2 separate regions of the Rattus norvegicus genome follow, and region 1 is linked to region 2. A link is a contact called in public Hi-C data. All regions are on one chromosome and are shown on one strand. Each heading gives the region's core, a stretch centred on a gene start, on an enhancer-like site or on the middle of the called end of the contact. The rest is flanking DNA. Distances are from core to core; before and after follow the strand shown. Region 1 has its middle 35 kb from the start of Ctcfl1. Region 2 holds the start of Rae1 (ribonucleic acid export 1).

Region 1 (4,010 bases), core at 949-3,448, 76 kb after region 2:
TGGAAGGAGATGCCCCGGGGTTCCCACCAAAGTCAACCATCCAGGTTTTGAGGCAGAGGGGAACAAAAACACCCACACATCCCACTACGTATATTGCCCTGTCTCTGTGGGAGGCTCTGGGTCGGTGGTTAACTGGACATCTGGGAGCTCGGCTGACTGTCCCTCTTGATGGATAAGCCTGGTGGCCTACCCAGGTTCCCAGATTGTGGTGTTGACACCCTCTACCACGGGTTTCTGGAAGAATGAGTGGGAAGCCAGGGCTCTACCGAGGGTCAGGGAGAGCACTGTTAGCCTGGGGGGGGGGGGGCTGGCTACACTCAGGCAGGGATGAGATGAAATCCTTGCAACCTGAGCCTTAGCTCCTGTGTCAGACTGCAATCACCTGAGCTGCATGAGTTACTCAGCCCCTGAGTCTCATCATTTGTGAGGTCATCCGTCACTCACCCTTGACCCCAGGCACTGTGAGAACCCCTCCCTTTTCCACACACACACCTCAGGGCCTTTGCACCTGCTGCTCTGGCTGGGTCCTCTCACCTCGAGATCTTCTACAACCATCCATTCTCATTTCTCCTGAAGCCTACCCACTGCCCACTGGGTACCACATATGTATATGTCATCTTTATGTCCTGTTTCTGTCAGGATGTGGGTCTGGAGCAAAGGCCAACTCTGTGTCCTACTTGCATGCACCTTAGAATGTCACCAACGCTGTCTCTGTCTGTATTGGCTGGCTTTGTGTGTCAACCTGACACTCAAGCTGGAGCCATCATAGAGAGAGGAACCTCCCTTGAGGAAATGCCTCCATGAGATCCAGCTCTAAGGAATTTTCTCAACTAGTGATCAAGGGTAGGAGATTCCATTGTGGGTGAGGCCATCCCTGGGCTGGTGGTCCTGGGTTCTATAAGAAAGCAGGCTGAGCAAGCCATGGGGAGCAAGCCAGTAAGCAACATCCCTCCATGGCCTCTGCATCAGCTCCTGCCTCCAGGTTCGTGCCCTGTGAGTTTCTGTCGTGACTTCCTCTAGTGACAGACAGTGATGTGGAAGTGTAAGCTGAATAAACTTCCTCCCCAAGTTGCTTGTTGGCCATGGTGTTTAGTCCCAACCACAGAAACCCTGACTAAGACACTGCCCACAAGCACCTGCTTCCATTGAACCCATGCACACAGTCACTGGCTGCATGGCTTATTGTTCAGTGCTAGCGATGGCACCTAATCATAAGTTCTAGAATATTCAAAGAGCAGAAAAAGAAGAGGGTCTCCTGTGTGTCCCTTTGCTCTGTGAAGCTGAGAGTTTACAGAAAGCAGGGTGTTGTGCATTCCTCACAATGTCTGAGGAAGCCCTCGCTTGTTACTGAACAGTTTTGTCTGTGTTCCGAAAGCTTCTAGGGGATCTAGCAGGCCTCAGTCGCCCGCTGCAGGAAGCCAGGAAGCGGGTGCTGGAATTGTCACCAATGAGTGTCGTGGATGGTTTTGCAATGTCTGGGTTTGCCTGTTCCTCTGTGGAGGGGAGGTGGGCTCACAGCCTGGTGTGCCTCTCTCTCCTTCTCTCTCTTCTTTGCCCTCTGTCACTTCCTCCCTTTCCCCTCCTTCTTCCCCTTCCTCACTCTACTTGGGAGTTCTGGTGGCCCTGAGCTAGGTCCCACCCCGTGTTCTAGAGTAGCTTGTCCAGGAGCAGCTGGACACTAGGCTTCTTCAAAGGTCCCAGAGTGGTTCACACCTGTAATTGTGGCAGTCAGGAGACAGAGGTAGGAAGGCCAGGAGTTCAAGGTTAGTCTTGGTCGCATACGAAGTTTGAGGCTGACATGAATGAAGTTTCAGAAAACCAAAATTGTGGGCTGGTGAGATGTTTCAGTAAGTAAAGGTCCCTTGGTGCCAAGACTGATGACTCGAGAGAGTTCTACACCTGGGAACCACGTGACAGAAGAAGGGCTCCTAAGTTGGGCATAGAGCAAACACCTTCAACCCCAGTGCAGGGGAGGCAGAGGCAGGTGGAGCTCTGTGATTTCAAGGCTAGCCTGGTCTACCCAGTGAGTTCCAGGACAGCCAGAGCTGAAGGGAAAAGGTGCCCCCACACATTCCTTCTTTAACCCTCCCGAGGGAATTCTAACGCCCAGCCAAGCTAGCAGATCATTGTGGCTTATAGACACAAGGACTCTTGAGAGCTGAGGTGATCAGAAGCCCTTGGTCAGGCAGCTTTTACTGGCTGGGAGCTCCCTCCAGGGGCCAGGAAGAGCAGGTCGCTGAAAGAACAGAGTGAGAGAGAAACAGAGGGGCCTGTGCGGAACTGGGGAGCCCTCCTGAGGTGGGGCCACCTTTTCCATTCAGCAGCTCCTCTGACCCCGTGCACTGCCTGCTGCCTATTCATTCCTTATGTGACCAAGACTGCTCCACACATCACCGCTGCTGCCAGCCTCACGGGTTACAGTCCCCAGTTATAACTGTTTAAGGATTAAGAGCTGTGGCCTTTGTTGGAGTAGGTGTGGCCTTGTAGGAGGAAGTGTGTCACTGGGGGTGGTGGAGGAGTTGGGGTGGGGTGGAGGCAGGGCTGGAATTTGAAGTTTCTTTTTAAAAATTTTTTTAGATATATATATATATATATATATATATATATATATATATATATATATATATATATATATATATATATGGTGTGTCTTAAGACACAACACACAACAGAAGAAGGCATCAGACCTCATTAATGAATTACAGACAGTTATGAGCCACCACATGGTCACTGGGATTTGAACTCAGGACCTCTGGAAGATCAGTCAGTGCTCTTAACCACTGAACCATCTCTCCAGCCCGGAATTTGAAGTTTCAAAAGCCCATGGTGCTCCCCCTGCCCCCTATTTGTAGATAAGAATGTAAGCTTGGGGCTAGACAGATAGCTCAGTGGTTAAGAACTCTGTCAGCTCTTCCACAGGACAGGGGTTCAATCCCCAGCACCCACATGGCACAGACTGTAACTCCAAGATCCCACACTCCCACACAGACATACATGAGGGCAAAATACCGATGCACATTGAAAAAAAAAAGTGTGTAAGCTCTTAGCTGCTGCTCTAGCACCACCCTGCTCACAGACCTGGCTGCCGCTACGTTCCCTGCTGAGAAGAAGGCCTGAGAAGGCCGTGGGCTGTAAACCTCCGGAGACCCTAATTAAATGCTGACTTTTAAACCTTGCTTTCGTCAGGGTGTTCTGTCACGGCAATGGAAAAGGAACTGAGACAGTTGGGAAACCCTGCAGAGTGGTTACCTGAGGCCCACTGTAGATTCTGTGTAAGCAGACGAATCAGCTTCCACAACAGTCGTGTGTGGGGCCTCACGAACTGTGTCATGGCAGACAGCCGTGCTCCCTCCACGAAGCCCTCAGGTCACCTGGCAGTGACTGTGCCTTGTTCTCTCTCTGGTGGGATTTCTTTTTTTTTTTTTTTTTACAGGTAAAGTCAAAGTTTATTCACATAAAGTTTAATTAGTCAAGTTAATGAAAATATTAAAAATTTTGAGTTAGTTATGGCATCAGAAATTTAACTTTTGTTGCAAATAATACAGTATTTGGTGTTTCTGTCAAGATGCTATGCTGCTGAGAGAGCAATTGCATTAAATCTTAACTCATCAGGGTCGCGCTCCATGAACTTCTTGCAGACTTCTATGGCATCCTCTAACAATGTCTCATCACTAGTTTTCCCATGGTTAATTGGAAACGGTTTCCGTCCATCTAATTCATAGAGATGCCCATCTACATGAACTAACGCAATAAAATGAAGATCTACTTTTTCATCTATACTTGGTGCCTCAGTCTGACCTTCATGTGCACTGGTTTCATGAGTAACTCGAATAGCGTCATAGTTCTCCAGGTGTCTGGCTCTTTCTTCAGGGCTCATTGCTACAGACTCCTCCAGGAACTTTTTCAATGCTGACCCTGACTCAAAGTGCATCTTGTCTTTGTTGTTCGCGATGGCGTGGATTAGTCCAATGGTTCCACAGGCGTTGCTGATGGTTTGTTTCATAAAATAC
Region 2 (3,862 bases), core at 394-2,893:
AACCAAACCGAAACTTGTTATTTGGCTTTCCTTGGGATGGAGGTGGGGAGGAGAGTAAATAGATGATCACCAAATGTCCTAGACAGGCCAGTTTCCACTGTTGTAGTGAGGTCCCTTAAAACAAGAAACCAGTGGTCAGTTTTCATTCCATTGTTCTGTAACCCTGTTCCTCCCTTAAATTTTAAAAAACTGCTTGTTTTGGAGTCAGAGCCTTACTGTGTAGCTCTGACTGAACTAGAACACAGAGACCCACCGCCTCTGCCTCTACCTACTGAGTGCAAGGATTGGAAGGCCTGTGGTTGCCCAATGAGGAAACTAATTTCGTAGTAACCAATCACATTTTGTTCTTCCTTAATAGCATTCGGCCTTTGTCTCTCTAAAATTGCGTTCCCTGATTGGTTCATTGGAATCCCCATTCTGGAATCTAGCTAATTGTGTCGTCATCTCGTCTGACACCTTAAACACTCTATATGGAAGGTATCATAAAGCAAGTCTTTTGTGTGTGTGTGTGTGTGTGTGTGTGTGTGTGTTTCAGGCCAGCTTAATACTGACCAGTACATGGGGTTCAGTAATTAAGAGTACTTGTCGGGGTTGGGGATTTAGCTCAGTGGTAGAGCGCTTGCCTAGGAAGCGCAAGGCCCTGGGTTCGATCCCCAACTCCGAAAAAAAGAACCAAAAAAAAAAAAAAGAGTACTTGTCGTTCTTGAAGAGGGCCTTGGTTCGGTTCCCAGTACCTGCATGATGGTTTTGACTATCTATAACTCCAGTTCCAGGGGATCCTATACCGTTTTCCGGCCTCCGCATGCATGTGGTGCATGCATATACATACAGGCAGGGAAAACATCCATGAACGGAAATAAATCTTACACATCCCAGGGAGTAAGCACCGTTTTCTTTATCGTTCCGCTCAGGATGTTCCAGGTAGGCAGCCTCTTAGAGGACAGCGCTGGACTTGAGCTGGTGAATCCATTTTTTTTTCTATTCTTTTTTTCGGAACTGGGGACCGAACCCAGGGCCTTGAGTTTGCTAGGCAAGCGCTCTACCGCTGAGCCAAATCCCCAACCCCCATTTTTATTTTATGTATATGACTATGTTGCCTGAACACGTTTAAGCACCACTGCGTGCAATGCCCATAGAAACCAGAAGAGGGCGTCAGTTCTCCAGGAACTGGCGTTAGTTCTCTTGGAGCTGCGAGTCGTCCAATGGATGCTAGGAATAGAACCTGGGTCTTCTCCAAGCCTCTGCTCTTAGCCACTGAGCCATCTCTTCAACTCACAACAATAAATATGATGATACACAAGTGAAAACAACGCCCTCGCTCAACTAGTTGCCTGGCAACCGTGCCCTCGACTTTCCACCAACCCACAAACTGCTGGCATAAAGACTTCCTCTCGACCTCAGCAGGGCTTCTGCGCATGTGCGGCCGCCTTGAGACAGGCGGAACGTCGTCCCCTGACGCTTTCCGGGCAGTCCCGGAAGTGGCTTGTAGCGCATGCGCTGTGCTTCTGTGGTAACTGGGCAGTTTCCACCGGTTTAAGACGACTGCGAGGTCTGGGGTCTCCTTGCTGCGCCCCCTCCGCCCCGCGCCAGAGCAGGCTCGTGGCTTCGGGCCCCGCCGCGTGCGCAACCCTCAGGCGGCCGCGCGCCCCCGTCCCCGCCAGCCGCGCTCCCTCAGGAAAGCCCCCGGCCCGCGTGGGGAAAACTGAGTCCCTCTCTGCAGCCGGACCCTGTGCGCTCCGCCAGGTAGGCCGGGACTTTCCGCGTGCGCACCCTGCTCAAGCCACGAAGATGGGGAGACGGTGGGGGAGACGTGGCAGGTGGCGGCAGTGCCCGTGGCCTGCGCAGACGGGAGGGGCGCGGCCGAGCCGGCGGGCGTGGACAAGCACTCGGGCGGTGGAGGGTTGGGAGTTCAAAACCAGTCTGAGCTAACAGTGAGTGCCCAGCCAGCCTGGGCTGCATGAGTCCTTGTTTGAGAAAGCATCCCTCAGAGGTACTTGAGGTGGAGAGATGGCTTCACTGGCCTTCCAGAGGTGGGGCAGCCCACAGCCGCCTGTTCACTGCAGCTGCAGCAGATCCGATGCCCCCTTCTGGCCTCGGTGGATACCACACTCCCATGCTCATACCCGTACGATGATCTAAAACTAAAACAAATTATACAGTAGCTTGCTACCTCAAGCACACACTGGGGGTCCTTTTGTTTCATAACCCCAGGGGGGAAGAATTAATGTTTCTGGTTTAAAGGTGGGAAAATCAAGATGAATTCACATTCCCAGGGTACACGGCTGTGCAGAAGCCCTGTCCTTCCTGGCTCATCCAAGCAGGAAACCTGCCTGTCTGCACATCTCCCTACCTGTACAGACAGGCTTGTAGTCATCAACGCTGAGAGTGAGCGGCTCCCAAGTCGTTTTCGGAGATGTGAATGTGCTCCCTACATCTGTTTTGAAGTCAGCAGATGTCAAATGCGTTCCCAAAGTTCCTCACACTTTCCTCTTTCTGTGAGGAGGCGGCCCTCATTAGGCAGTGGATGGCTGAGGTGTTAGCCTCACCTAGGAGAGGTGGCGGATTTGGTGGAATTCTGGGTTTTAAGAATCTGCTTTTTAGTAACAGCTCGAAGTGTGGCAGAAGCACGTGTGTCTGGAGTTACAGTGCACAGGCAGTTTCCTTGGCAACAACACAGTTTATTACGTTCAGTGCTAGACCGTGCACATTTTTCTCTTTGGTAGACCAGGCTGTCCTCAGACTTGTGTACAATCAGGGATGGCCTGCTCCTCCCGACCCTGCCTCCCAAGTTACAGAGGTCACCTGTGCCATCTCACCTGACTAACCCTAAACTGTCTGTGTATGTCGTTGTGTGTGTGGCCACGCATGACACTGTCCACGTGTGGTTTTCAGAGGACAGCTTTGAGTTCTCTGGGGATCACACTCATGTCTCCAGGCTTGTGCACCGGGGGTCTTCGCTGTCTGAGCCGACCGGCCAGCCCCAGAGCAGGCCTGGAGAGTGCGTGCTGCGTTTTCACCACAGCTGGAAGCTGAAGCATGGCAAGTGAGTGGCAGGTGGGCTGGCAGACTGCCACGCTCAAGAAAGCACAGTGCCGACTCTCGATGGCTCCAAGTCTACACTGTCACACCAGGCCTTCAGTACTCAGTGGACCAACGTGGATTGCTTGAGACAAGCTTTCTCTGTGTAGCCCTGGCTGTCCTGAAACTCACTCTGTAGACCAGGCTGGCCTCAAACTCTCAGAGGTCCTCCTGCCTCTGCCTCACAAATGCTGGGATTAAAGGCATGGGCCACCACTGCCCGGCATGGGCTGCTTTTCCTAAAGCCTTGAGAAATTGTGGAACACCTGTCGGGACTGGTCGTTCTTTCTAGGTAGCTTCATGCAGACATCCACCTAAAATAGCGTAGAAAGGGAGCCACCAAGAGTGGGCCCTGGGCACAGGAGGCCCTCCCGCCTACTGCCAGGTGCCTAGTGTGCAGTTCTGACCCTGGAGAGTGGTACCTCTTTCCCAACTGCTGAGTGAAATGCTGTAGTAGATCTGCGTTGGTGCCATAATGCTGGCAAGGGCATCCTTCCATAGAGTAGAGGAAAGTAGATGTAGGAGAGTCTGCCTTCATAGCTTCCAGAGGCTAAAAATGCTGTACAAGTAATTGTGTGTATTTGGGGGGAAGAGGGGCAGACAGACAGACAAGCTCTGTGTATCCCTGCCTGGCCTGGAACTTAGTATGCAGACTAGGCTGTTCTCATACTCAGAGATCTACCTGCCTTTGCCCAAGTGTTCAGATTATACTATGCTGGGCAGAAAAGCTCCTTCTATTAGGGATTCTGCTCGTGACATACTTAAATTCTCTTCTGAAGAGCAA

Evidence for each region. A called contact is a pair of places that touch in the nucleus more often than the background predicts.
Region 1: a Hi-C map of the A7r5 cell line shows a contact between it and region 2, with 5 times the contacts expected there. The contact joins the enhancer-like site here to the promoter of Rae1 in region 2. A contact is called at or near these places in 9 of 12 Hi-C or Micro-C datasets (the A7r5 cell line, the Rat2 cell line, Schwann cells and 6 more).

The regions. Positions count from the first base shown.
Region 1 is chr3:182,271,858-182,275,867 of GRCr8, forward strand. It overlaps the pseudogene Uchl3-ps1. Among named protein-coding and RNA genes, the nearest start is that of Ctcfl1, 35 kb to the right of the region's middle. Within about 2 kb of position 2,199, at least 2 of the 93 cell types and tissues checked have an H3K27ac peak or open chromatin away from gene starts, as enhancers often do. A contact at or near this core is called in the A7r5 cell line, where this site is marked.
Region 2 is chr3:182,195,959-182,199,820 of GRCr8, forward strand. Rae1 (ribonucleic acid export 1) reads left to right here and starts at 1,644. Exons shown (of 12, transcript NM_001033708.1): 1 at 1,644-1,743. LOC134486500 (a long non-coding RNA gene) reads right to left here and starts at 1,341. Exons shown (of 2, transcript XR_010065538.1): 1 at 273-1,341; 2 at 1-114.